Regions from separate parts of the Mus musculus genome. Here regions 2 and 3 are each linked to region 1. The links are chromatin contacts, called in public ChIA-PET and HiChIP or PLAC-seq maps. All regions are on one chromosome and are shown on one strand. The core of a region is the stretch at or near the end of the contact, and the rest is flanking DNA. Distances in the headings are between cores, read along the strand shown.

Region 1 (3,022 bases), core at 267-2,766:
GGCAGAACCTGTGGATGCTGGCATGGAGTACACAGGTGGGGCTCCTCCCCCCTCCCCATCATCCAGCCCCACTGTGGACTCTAAAAAGGATAGAGATGAGCTTGAATATCAGAGGCAGGTGCTGGCATAAGCAGGTGTACCACTGTAGGAAAATGCAGGGAGTTTAAATTTCTACAGCAGCTTCTCTGCATGACATTTGAGGCTATCAACCTCAACAGGAAGCAAAGGCTAAGATAAGATACCTCAGGAAAGACAAGAAAGAGCAGCCTCAGCACCGCTCCTTCACACTGGGTCTAGAGCTGACGGTTTTAGTACTCCCCCTTCTAAGAGGTTCCCAGCATCCCCACAGGCCAACCTTCATGTAATCTGAAGATGATTTTCAGTTTCAGGATCTTAAGGAACATGAGAGACCAAAGTATGACTCATACGGGGAAAAAGAAAAAGAAAAGGCATGAGGGTGACTAGGAGGTAGAATTTGCTGCGGCAGAGCCTTCAAATTGTGATGTCAGTCTAACCCTGCAATAGAATCTGAGAAAGCCCTTTAAGAGAAAATCTAGAAACAGAACTAGGCTTGCAGGTAAGGCCACGATATACCAGATGACTAGCCAGTCCCCACTACCCACAGCCTGGCTAGAATATGAACAGTCTTGCTAAACTGCCTCTTCCATCAACTGCAGGCTCTGTCATTCCATCCTGGGCCAAAACAAAGCAGCAGCAGGTTTTTCCCGGAGTTGGCTCTGGAAGAACTGCCATAATATTGCCCCGCTTGGTAAAGTACTGAGCATGCTCAGTGTAGTATCAAGGATGCTGTTAGGCTTTACCCAGGCTCCTTTCTCTGCCCTCCACCAAGTGCCCCATGTTCTGCCCTCTGCCCAGCACTCAATGACAGTCAACCAAGTGGAAACCGGAATAACACCTGCCACTTTCACCGGAGCAGAACACGGAGCTGCTTTCTCACTGGTGAGAGTTGCAAACAGCTGCACCCCATTCCTCGGTCTCCAGGGAGAGGTCAGCCACGGGTGAGTTTTCCAGACGGATAGGATGAGCTGAGCCTCCTGGAATGTGACCTCAGGCACCTGCACCGAAGGAAAGTTACGCCAAGCCCAGCACACTGGCCCAGCGCTCCCGAGGGCTCAGGAGACCCCAAGACTCTTGCCTGGCAGCAGTCTTATGGGTGAGGGATAAGGTCAAATCCAATTACCTCAAGCTGAACTGCCCCCGTGAGGAGGCCCCCCGCTCAAGCTCTGTTCCATCTGGAATGTCCACAGCTGACAAAAGACCTGGCTGCACCTGTGTTTATGTGGCAAGTCACAGAAAGTCGAGAGGGCTGCGCTAAGTGCAACTGCACACCCATTTGACCACTTGAAAGCGGTAAAAATGAGCCAAAACATGAACTCCAGGTCTTACCCCGGCACGGAAAACACACCACAGCTCCAAATGAAGGACCCCCTGGGCCCACACACGGCAGCCTTGGAAGACAGACCCGGAAACGCCACCTTCTAGAAAGAGCCCCAGCAAACCTTGTTGCAAAGGCTTCCCTACCACAGCTCTCTCTAACTCACGTCAGTCTGCTAACCACAATCTCATTACAGTAAAACGCCTTTAAGACAAAGAGTGGTCATCAGGATTTAAAACACCTCTCCCTCCACCCCCAAACTCCTCAGCTCTGTTTCTAGTCAAGACTTCCCGGGACACCGCTGAGGTGTAGCTGGACTTCCTCAGGTCTTACAACTGGAGTCACATGGTACGTGAACCCTACGCCTGCATCTTTTCACTCATGCCAGTGCCTTCTGGTTCTAAGTATTTCGTTACATGGCTGTGTTCGCCTTCATCCATCTCCCTGGGTGTTGGGGACTGTTTTCAGTTTGAGGCTGTTATACATAGAAAGGCTGTAAACAACAGCACCCAAGCCTGGTTTCATCTCTCTTGTATAAATATCCAGAAGTAGAATCACTAAATTGGTAAGGATATAACATTACCAGAAGCTATCAAAATCCTTTCCCAAGTGGCTTCACTGTGTCGCCTTCTCCCTGTAAGGGGAGTATCCACATCTCATCGGCTGGTTAGTGTGGGGTTGGAGGATATTGAGTCTTTTAAGTGATTCTAGTGTGCACTCTGTATATTTTCATCTCCTTAATAATTGATGGTGTCAAACATCTCTTCACTGTACAGATATCTGTTCATAGGTTAAGCTGGGCTCCTTTATTTTCTTGTCAAGGGGGCCATATAGTTTTCTATATACTCTTGATGCAAGTCTCTTATCAGATGTACACTGGAAAAATATTTTTCTCCCAGTTTGTGGACCATCTTTTCATCTTTTGGCCCTGCGTTTCCAGCAGCACTCGTATTTAATTAATGAAATCTACTTCCCCTACCTTTTCCTATATGTCTTTTATATCTGAAGAAAGCTATGGCTTGCACGGGGTCACAAAGATTTTTCTCTTCATTCTTTTCTGGGTGTATAGCTTTAGGTTTTACATTTAGGGACGATATGTGGTAAAGAAAGACACACTGAGCTGACTACTGCAGCATTACAGTCAGTCTCGAATAAGCTCTCGATGTTTGTTTTTTAAGATTGCTGGTATAACAGGTTAATGTTGGTTGTCCAGTAGATTGGGTTAAGAAGGAGATCAATAAAGCATATGTCTTCTGGGACAGTCTGTGGCAATTTTCAGAAGGAATTAACCTAGGGTAAGACAGTCCTCAAATGTAGAGGCCATCACATAGGCAAGAAACCCAAATGAGAACAAAGGGGAAGAGAGAGAGCCTGTGTATACAGACATTCTCCCTCACCCTGAGCTGCTCTAAGTTGTAGAACTTGGCTCCACCATGCCCCTTGGCCAAAATGAACTGAAACTATGAGCCAAAATAAATCTATACTTCCTTTTTATTGTTTCTGTCAGACATTTGGCCACAGTGTCAAAAGTCTGATTAATATTGTAAATTCAAGATCTTTTGTCTTTACAAAAGAGTTTGGTAATTGACTTGTCAATTTCTACATAAAAGATAATTAGGATTTTAA
Region 2 (3,022 bases), core at 263-2,762, 580 kb before region 1:
TGGCATGGCTTGTTCAGGGGGTAACCAACCACTCCTGGTTCTGTCTGAGGTCTGCTCCATGGTAGGGTGGTGCTGTAAATCTAGTCAAAAGCCTATCCCTGGCCAGGTCCAAAGTCATAGGTGAGCATTTACTGTTGATGCATTGCTAAGTGGGCATGTAATAGAATAGCTCTCTAAGTAGGGATGCTTATTTCTATAAACTAGCACTGCTCTCAGCCTAGACCAGGGAAGCTTGATTTTACAGAGGGTGACAGTCAGTGAAGAGACAATGCTAGAAAACTACATCATAGTAAACTGGATTCTTGTATCCAGTCCTTCCCTGTGCTCTGCCTCTGCTAACAGAGACTTTCACCTAAGTACTAGGTACTTATGAACTAGATGGTGGGTGTCACCCCTGGCAGGTGCTTGCTAAGATGGGCAGGTGGATGAACTACCTGAGAAAGACTTTACAGAGAAAAATGAGTCTGAGATGGGAAAGTAGCATGCATACACTATTAATTAATAGTTCTTATATAATTAATTATGAATTAACGATGGACTTTTATAATTCCAATCAATAAATATAATCCACTCTCCTTTTATTTTTTTGATCAAAATTTTATTTACTTACTTAGTCCACAGCCCATATTCAAGTCAAATCAGGACACAGTGTTAAATACAGCTTCTATAAAAACATTCTTCTCAGGGCTTTGAGAACAGCTTATCAGGAAAAGTACTTTCCATGCAAGCGTGAGAACCAGAGTTTGTATCTCTAGAACCCATGAAAAACTTAGTCAGGCATGGCAGACTTTCTATAATTGAGCCACCTGGAAGTTAGAGACAGAGGCCTAGCAGGATGGCTAGAAAGATTTATAAAAACAATGTGCTCCAGGTGCAGTGAAAGACTTAGCTTCATAACAAAGAAGATATTTGATGTTAACCTTGGGCTTCCACATACATGCATACAAACATGTATTTAATAGCCCATATTTGCATATATGCATGCACATATACATGCATGCACAGCACACACACATACAAATGGTGAAACTAACTAACTAAATAAATGAAATTCTTCTCTTATTATTTACAAAACAGCCAAGAATAAATTAACAATCAAATTTTAATATATTAAAAAGGGTGGTCTTTCAAAGGTTTATGTGGTGTTTCAGGTCTTAGTTTCAGAACTAAGAAATTACTTTTACAAGATTCTAATGTCAAAAAAAAAGTGGTATTATAATAAATACCTGGATGTTGGTTTTTGATGAGATTTAATCCACTCTCCTTTAAGTAGCTTTAGCTAGGGTATTTTATCACATCAATAGGTACACATCAAAAGGAAGACAGTGATAATGACACTGGTAATTCTTACAGTTTCCCATTGACTTCTGGTACTCTTGTGCTTGCACATGCTCGCAGAAGCACTCTTTCATAGAAGTTGCTTTAGGATCTCTGTCAGATAGTTCTGATCCCACCGTCCTATCACCTCTGCTATCTGCTGATGCTCCTCCTGCGAAAGGGGCATAAATGACTCATTCTTTCTCTTCACTTGAAAAGCTGGGGGAGGGGGAGGGCACTGATGTTATCGCCACGGGGCTCTGGTGAAGGTCTCGACTTCCCACTCAGCCTTTTTGCTATGAACCATCGTGGTGATCCACACTTCCCACACGGTCTCCAGTGGCACCTTGCAAGGGCAAAGGGGCTTCATGCTGCTTGGAATATGGAAGACGCTTCCCATTCAGCTTCCTTTTCACAGAGGGTTAGGGTGACGCCTGGTAGCCGTGAGTCTGGGCTCCCCACTCAGAGCCTTTGCTGGTGTGGGTAGCAACTAGACCACAGCTTCTTGATGGCATTTGGCAGAAGTGGTGTGACTGCGGTTCCTTTGTCTTTCTAGGCTGTCTTCTCCTGGTCCTGTGGCTGTGGGGAAGCAGTCTTTCGTGAGCTATCTTTGTGTTCTAATTTCATTTCTGTGGCTGTCATAAAATACCCTGACACCCCCGCCCCCCCCCAAAAAAAGGTAACTTAAGTGAGACTTTATTTGACTTGAAATCCCAACTAACAGTCCAGTCTATCACTGCAGAGAAATCAAGGTAGGAACTCAAGGCAGCTGGTCTTGCCATATCTAAGAGCAGAGAGAAAATAAATGCATGCTTGCTCAATTGCTTTCTAGTGCTCAGCTTGATTTATCCATTCTTATACAGTTCAGAACTCCCTGCCTAGGGAATGGCACTACCCACAGTGGTCGGGGTCTCCCCACATCAATTAACCTAAGACAGCCCTTCGCCAACAAGCCCACAGGCAAAAGTAGTGCAGACAATCCTTTTGTTGAACTCTCAGCCCAGGTGATTCTAGGTTGTGTCAAGTTTGACTGTTAAGCTAACCACTGTAGTGTCCATTGGTGCCTCCAGGTTGCTAGCTTCTCCAGCTCCAGATCTGGGTCATGGAAGGTGAAAAGTGAACTCAGAACTTCTTCTTGTTCTGTGACTTGGGTTCTAAGTTAAGTGTTGTGTGCTTTTCAACTAACAGTGATAGATTCCACCCACGGACACAATGAATTTTACAAACATGACAAAGATCCAAAAACAATAAAGCCATCACTGAAGGGGCTGTATACTACATACCAGCCACCAGTTATAGCAGTTTTACAACCGACTGGCTCCTGTGAGCTAATCTGGCCTTAAGAACTCCCATTATAATGAGATAAGCATCTGAATCTGTTACTCAACGTAGCTACTATTTCCACACCAACTGATTTCTACCAAGAAATCTCCCCTTGCGAGTTATTAAAGGAGCACACCCGGTGAATTCAGAAAGGACACAATTGCCACATTTGAGTCACAGGGAGGTGGGTGGAGGCAGGAGGAGTGATTCTGTAAAAATGGCTGGAATAGGTGGGAGAAGGTAGGAGTTGCTGAAAAGGTGAAAGAGAAGAACTGTCAGATCTAAGAATCCTCTGCCTACTAGGGGGAGATGGCCCGGGTAATGGTTTCAAGGTGGTGGGACACAGAGGAACAAGGGCAAGAGGATGCTATGGGAGGATAGA
Region 3 (3,022 bases), core at 188-2,687, 550 kb before region 1:
TTCACTGATTATAGGACACAAACAAATTGATATTAAATTGACCAGGAACTGTTTCCTCCTGGTCAGTGTTGTAGTTCTGGAAAGTGTTGTGTAGGCTGTTGGGGAGTAGGGCAATCAATGTTCTTATTTACTGGACCCTGATTGTTATAATATTGACCTATCAGGCGATACATGTTTACCGGTACAATAGCGGCAAGACTGTTTATGAAGGTAACAGATGTTCTCTTCATTGGCTTTGAGGCCTGCTTCACAAAAGTTATACCTGGTAGCTTAAACACTGTCAAAACCCAAGGCTAGAGATGTCACTAGCCCAAGGGGAGAATCTATTAGTATTGTTCTTCTAGATGGTGGTTAATGTAGAGACTCCCAGCTATTCCAAATGCTGAGACCAGGCTACTGTGAGTACTTAGCCACAAATGGGACTTGTACAGCAACCCTCCCTCTCTAAGGGTCAGGGAACAGTGCGGACAAATGTGTGGAAAGATTTCTTAAGTCTGCTTTCGCGGATTACAGTGCTAACTAGCCTCACATTAATGTTTTTGGTTATTAACTATGCAGTTTTTGTCCTCATTCAGCACCATGGACTTTCTGAAATTCAAATGTAACTCAGCAGCCTGTGTTTTGCTTGGCAACCCACCTGCATCTCAGGGCTATGCATTGGCTTGTCCCAGCTCTACTGACATCTCTGCTGCTTGTGAAAGTCTGAGACTTGCAGATTCTCAGAAGGGACAGCTTCCCTCCTACCATGTCAGGGTCTCCCAGGAGCCCGTGAGCAGGTGAGCCACTGGCCTGTCCACCCTGCTTCTTTCCAGCCCCTGTAAGTCTGCAGTCAGTCTTCTTCTCACTGTTATTGCCCGAGATCTCAGAGCTTATGGGCTGGGCTTGCCAGGAGAAAGAAAAAATATCCACCCAAAAGACAAGAAGTTTGGGGGACCCTGGGCCACATGCTCAAGTACTCAGAGCTCCTGATCCACAAAGGTGTGTGTGTGTGTGTGTGTGTGTGTGTGTGTGTGTGTGTTAAAGAAGGTTCAAATTCATGAGGATGGGAAGTGAGAGTGCAAGGCTGGCCACCTTTCTTCATCTCTCTCTTTCCACACCTTCCTGCCCAAACTGGTATTTTTGTCTTTTATGAATTACAAGTAAGGCCTTTGTTGAAGTCTGGGGATCTAAGGTCGGCTTTGGAGGGTTGTGGGGAGTCTTTTTAGTTCCTGCGGCTTTGTCTTTCTGAGCCTTTTCAGTAGGTTCTATTCCTCCTCCCCTCCCCTCCCCACCCCTGCCACGCCCTTGGCTGTGCCCCTTTCAGCACATTCCCACACTCTGATTCTTCTGTGGCCTGCTGTTGGAACGTCTCTGAAATTCCCATGGGCTTCTGCTCAGCCAGCGCCCTTCCCTTGGAGTACACATGGGATCACAGCACACATGTTTTCCCAGACTCTCTCAGGCCGACTTCCTGTTGGGAGCCCTGGAACTCTGAGCCACTCAGTACCATGTGACTTCAGTACTGGGTGTGGCATCTCCTGGGTGAAAGCCACATCCTCTCCCTCTTCAGCAGACATGCAGGTACAGAGGGCCTGAAACTGTCACTAGCATCTCACCAATCTGGTCTACGGCTTCCAGACTGTTTGTAAAGTCAGTTTAAGCCACAGCCATTGTCAAAAGTTACATGTAATCCTCTAGGGATACAGACATACCAGTTTCTCATTATTAACAGAACACCTATCAGTAGTAACTGAAGGAAAGAGGCTTTGTTTTGGCTTACAGTTTGAGGGCACAGTTCGCGAGAGAAAATTGTGGCAGGGACAGCAACTGTGGCGTGTACCACTCTGAGGTCTCCCAAGCCCTTCCATATGCAGGTCCCATGGAGTCCTGATGCCTCTATGACACAGCAGTAGCAAGGGATTTTGTATGATGGAGGAGGATACCCTGCCCCCCGCCCCCCCCCCCCCATTACAGTTGGTTTTAGTGTCAACTCTCCATAAATTAGAATCCCCGGAACTGTCTGAACTGAAGATGTGCCCTGATTGTGTGAGTGGCTTGGGGAAGACCCTCTCCCACTTACTGCCCTTATTCACTTGGCCTCCCCTCTTGCTTCAGCGATGATTTACCCTGAGGCTGCTGATTCCTTTCCTCACAGTAGAACCAGTGCTCCTAGACTTCCACTGATGACTGTGGTCCAGGAATCTGCCAGGTTTTCAGGGCCAGGTTGGCACTGCTGAGACACACAACCTTGTGGATGGAGCAATTCCTGGGTGCTGGCTTCTCCAGTGGGAGACAGCTACTGTGGGACTAATGGACAATCAGCCTCAAAACCGAATGACTGCTGTCCTAGCCCCTCAGGGATGATTCTGCTGTTATTGCTATCTTCACACAAGCTGACTTAGTACCTCCCTTAATACAATATATGTATATATATATATACATATGTATATTATTATAAACACATATGTGTTGTAAATATATATTAAACATGTATTATAAATGCACACATATATCTTTCGCCTGGCTTCATAATTCTGTGCTTCAATTTCCTCACCTGAAAAATGAGAAAAATATTGAGACTTATCTTCTCCAAAGTATGAGGGATGAGCTTTCTCTGAAGCTGTCTACTGAGCAGGTTTCAGTGAGCTAAAACACACTAAGATCTTAGCATAAAGCCCAACACACACGTACACATGTATATGCTTAACCTAAATATACCCCAATTTCTTCAACTCTGTCACATCCCCTAAGAGTTCCATAAACCACCCACAAGGCGGCATCACCCACTAGGAAGCAGGCATTTAAGTACAGGAGTCAGAGGAGGACATTTCACGGCATTCACAGTAGGCCCCAGTTTACAATGTTTCTTTTCACTCATTCATTGTTGCTGAAAGATCTTTTCAGAGGTGTAAACATGATCATATGGAAGTCAGGAGTCTGCCAGGTTTGGAGGGAGGTGGAGGACGGGAGGGAAAAGGCAGTCAGGGGCCAGTGTACATTTGTACATCACACTCTCCTCCCACTCAGATGATGCTGACACCAT

The links. ChIA-PET counts read pairs in DNA pulled down with a chosen protein or histone mark. HiChIP or PLAC-seq counts read pairs in DNA pulled down with a chosen protein or histone mark.
Region 2: an RNA polymerase II ChIA-PET map of effector CD8 T cells shows a contact between it and region 1, with 12 read pairs. The contact joins two enhancer-like sites. A contact is called at or near these places in 1 of 39 promoter capture datasets (neural stem cells), 1 of 484 Hi-C or Micro-C datasets (bone marrow-derived macrophages), 6 of 115 datasets of contacts at active chromatin or transcription factors (CD8 T cells, acute myeloid leukemia, effector CD8 T cells and 3 more) and 1 of 9 other capture datasets (embryonic stem cells).
Region 3: an H3K27ac HiChIP or PLAC-seq map of regulatory T cell precursor shows a contact between it and region 1, with 8 times the contacts expected there. The contact joins two enhancer-like sites. A contact is called at or near these places in 1 of 484 Hi-C or Micro-C datasets (bone marrow-derived macrophages) and 6 of 115 datasets of contacts at active chromatin or transcription factors (CD8 T cells, SST interneurons, effector CD8 T cells and 3 more).

What each region holds. Positions count from the first base shown.
Region 1 is chr2:127,920,690-127,923,711 of GRCm38.p6, reverse strand. The region is part of intron 9 of Acoxl (acyl-Coenzyme A oxidase-like); the gene reads right to left. Among named protein-coding and RNA genes, the nearest start is that of Acoxl, 68 kb to the right of the region's middle. Within about 2 kb of position 1,516, at least 50 of the 459 cell types and tissues checked have an H3K27ac peak or open chromatin away from gene starts, as enhancers often do. A contact at or near this core is called in CD8 T cells, effector CD8 T cells, memory CD8 T cells and 2 more, where this site is marked.
Region 2 is chr2:128,498,556-128,501,577 of GRCm38.p6, reverse strand. The region is part of intron 2 of Gm39928 (a long non-coding RNA gene); the gene reads left to right. Among named protein-coding and RNA genes, the nearest start is that of Gm39927, 22 kb to the left of the region's middle. Within about 2 kb of position 1,512, at least 33 of the 459 cell types and tissues checked have an H3K27ac peak or open chromatin away from gene starts, as enhancers often do. A contact at or near this core is called in CD8 T cells, effector CD8 T cells, memory CD8 T cells and 1 more, where this site is marked.
Region 3 is chr2:128,468,971-128,471,992 of GRCm38.p6, reverse strand. No RefSeq gene overlaps it. Among named protein-coding and RNA genes, the nearest start is that of Gm36154, 4.0 kb to the right of the region's middle. Within about 2 kb of position 1,437, at least 85 of the 459 cell types and tissues checked have an H3K27ac peak or open chromatin away from gene starts, as enhancers often do. A contact at or near this core is called in CD8 T cells, effector CD8 T cells, regulatory T cells and 1 more, where this site is marked.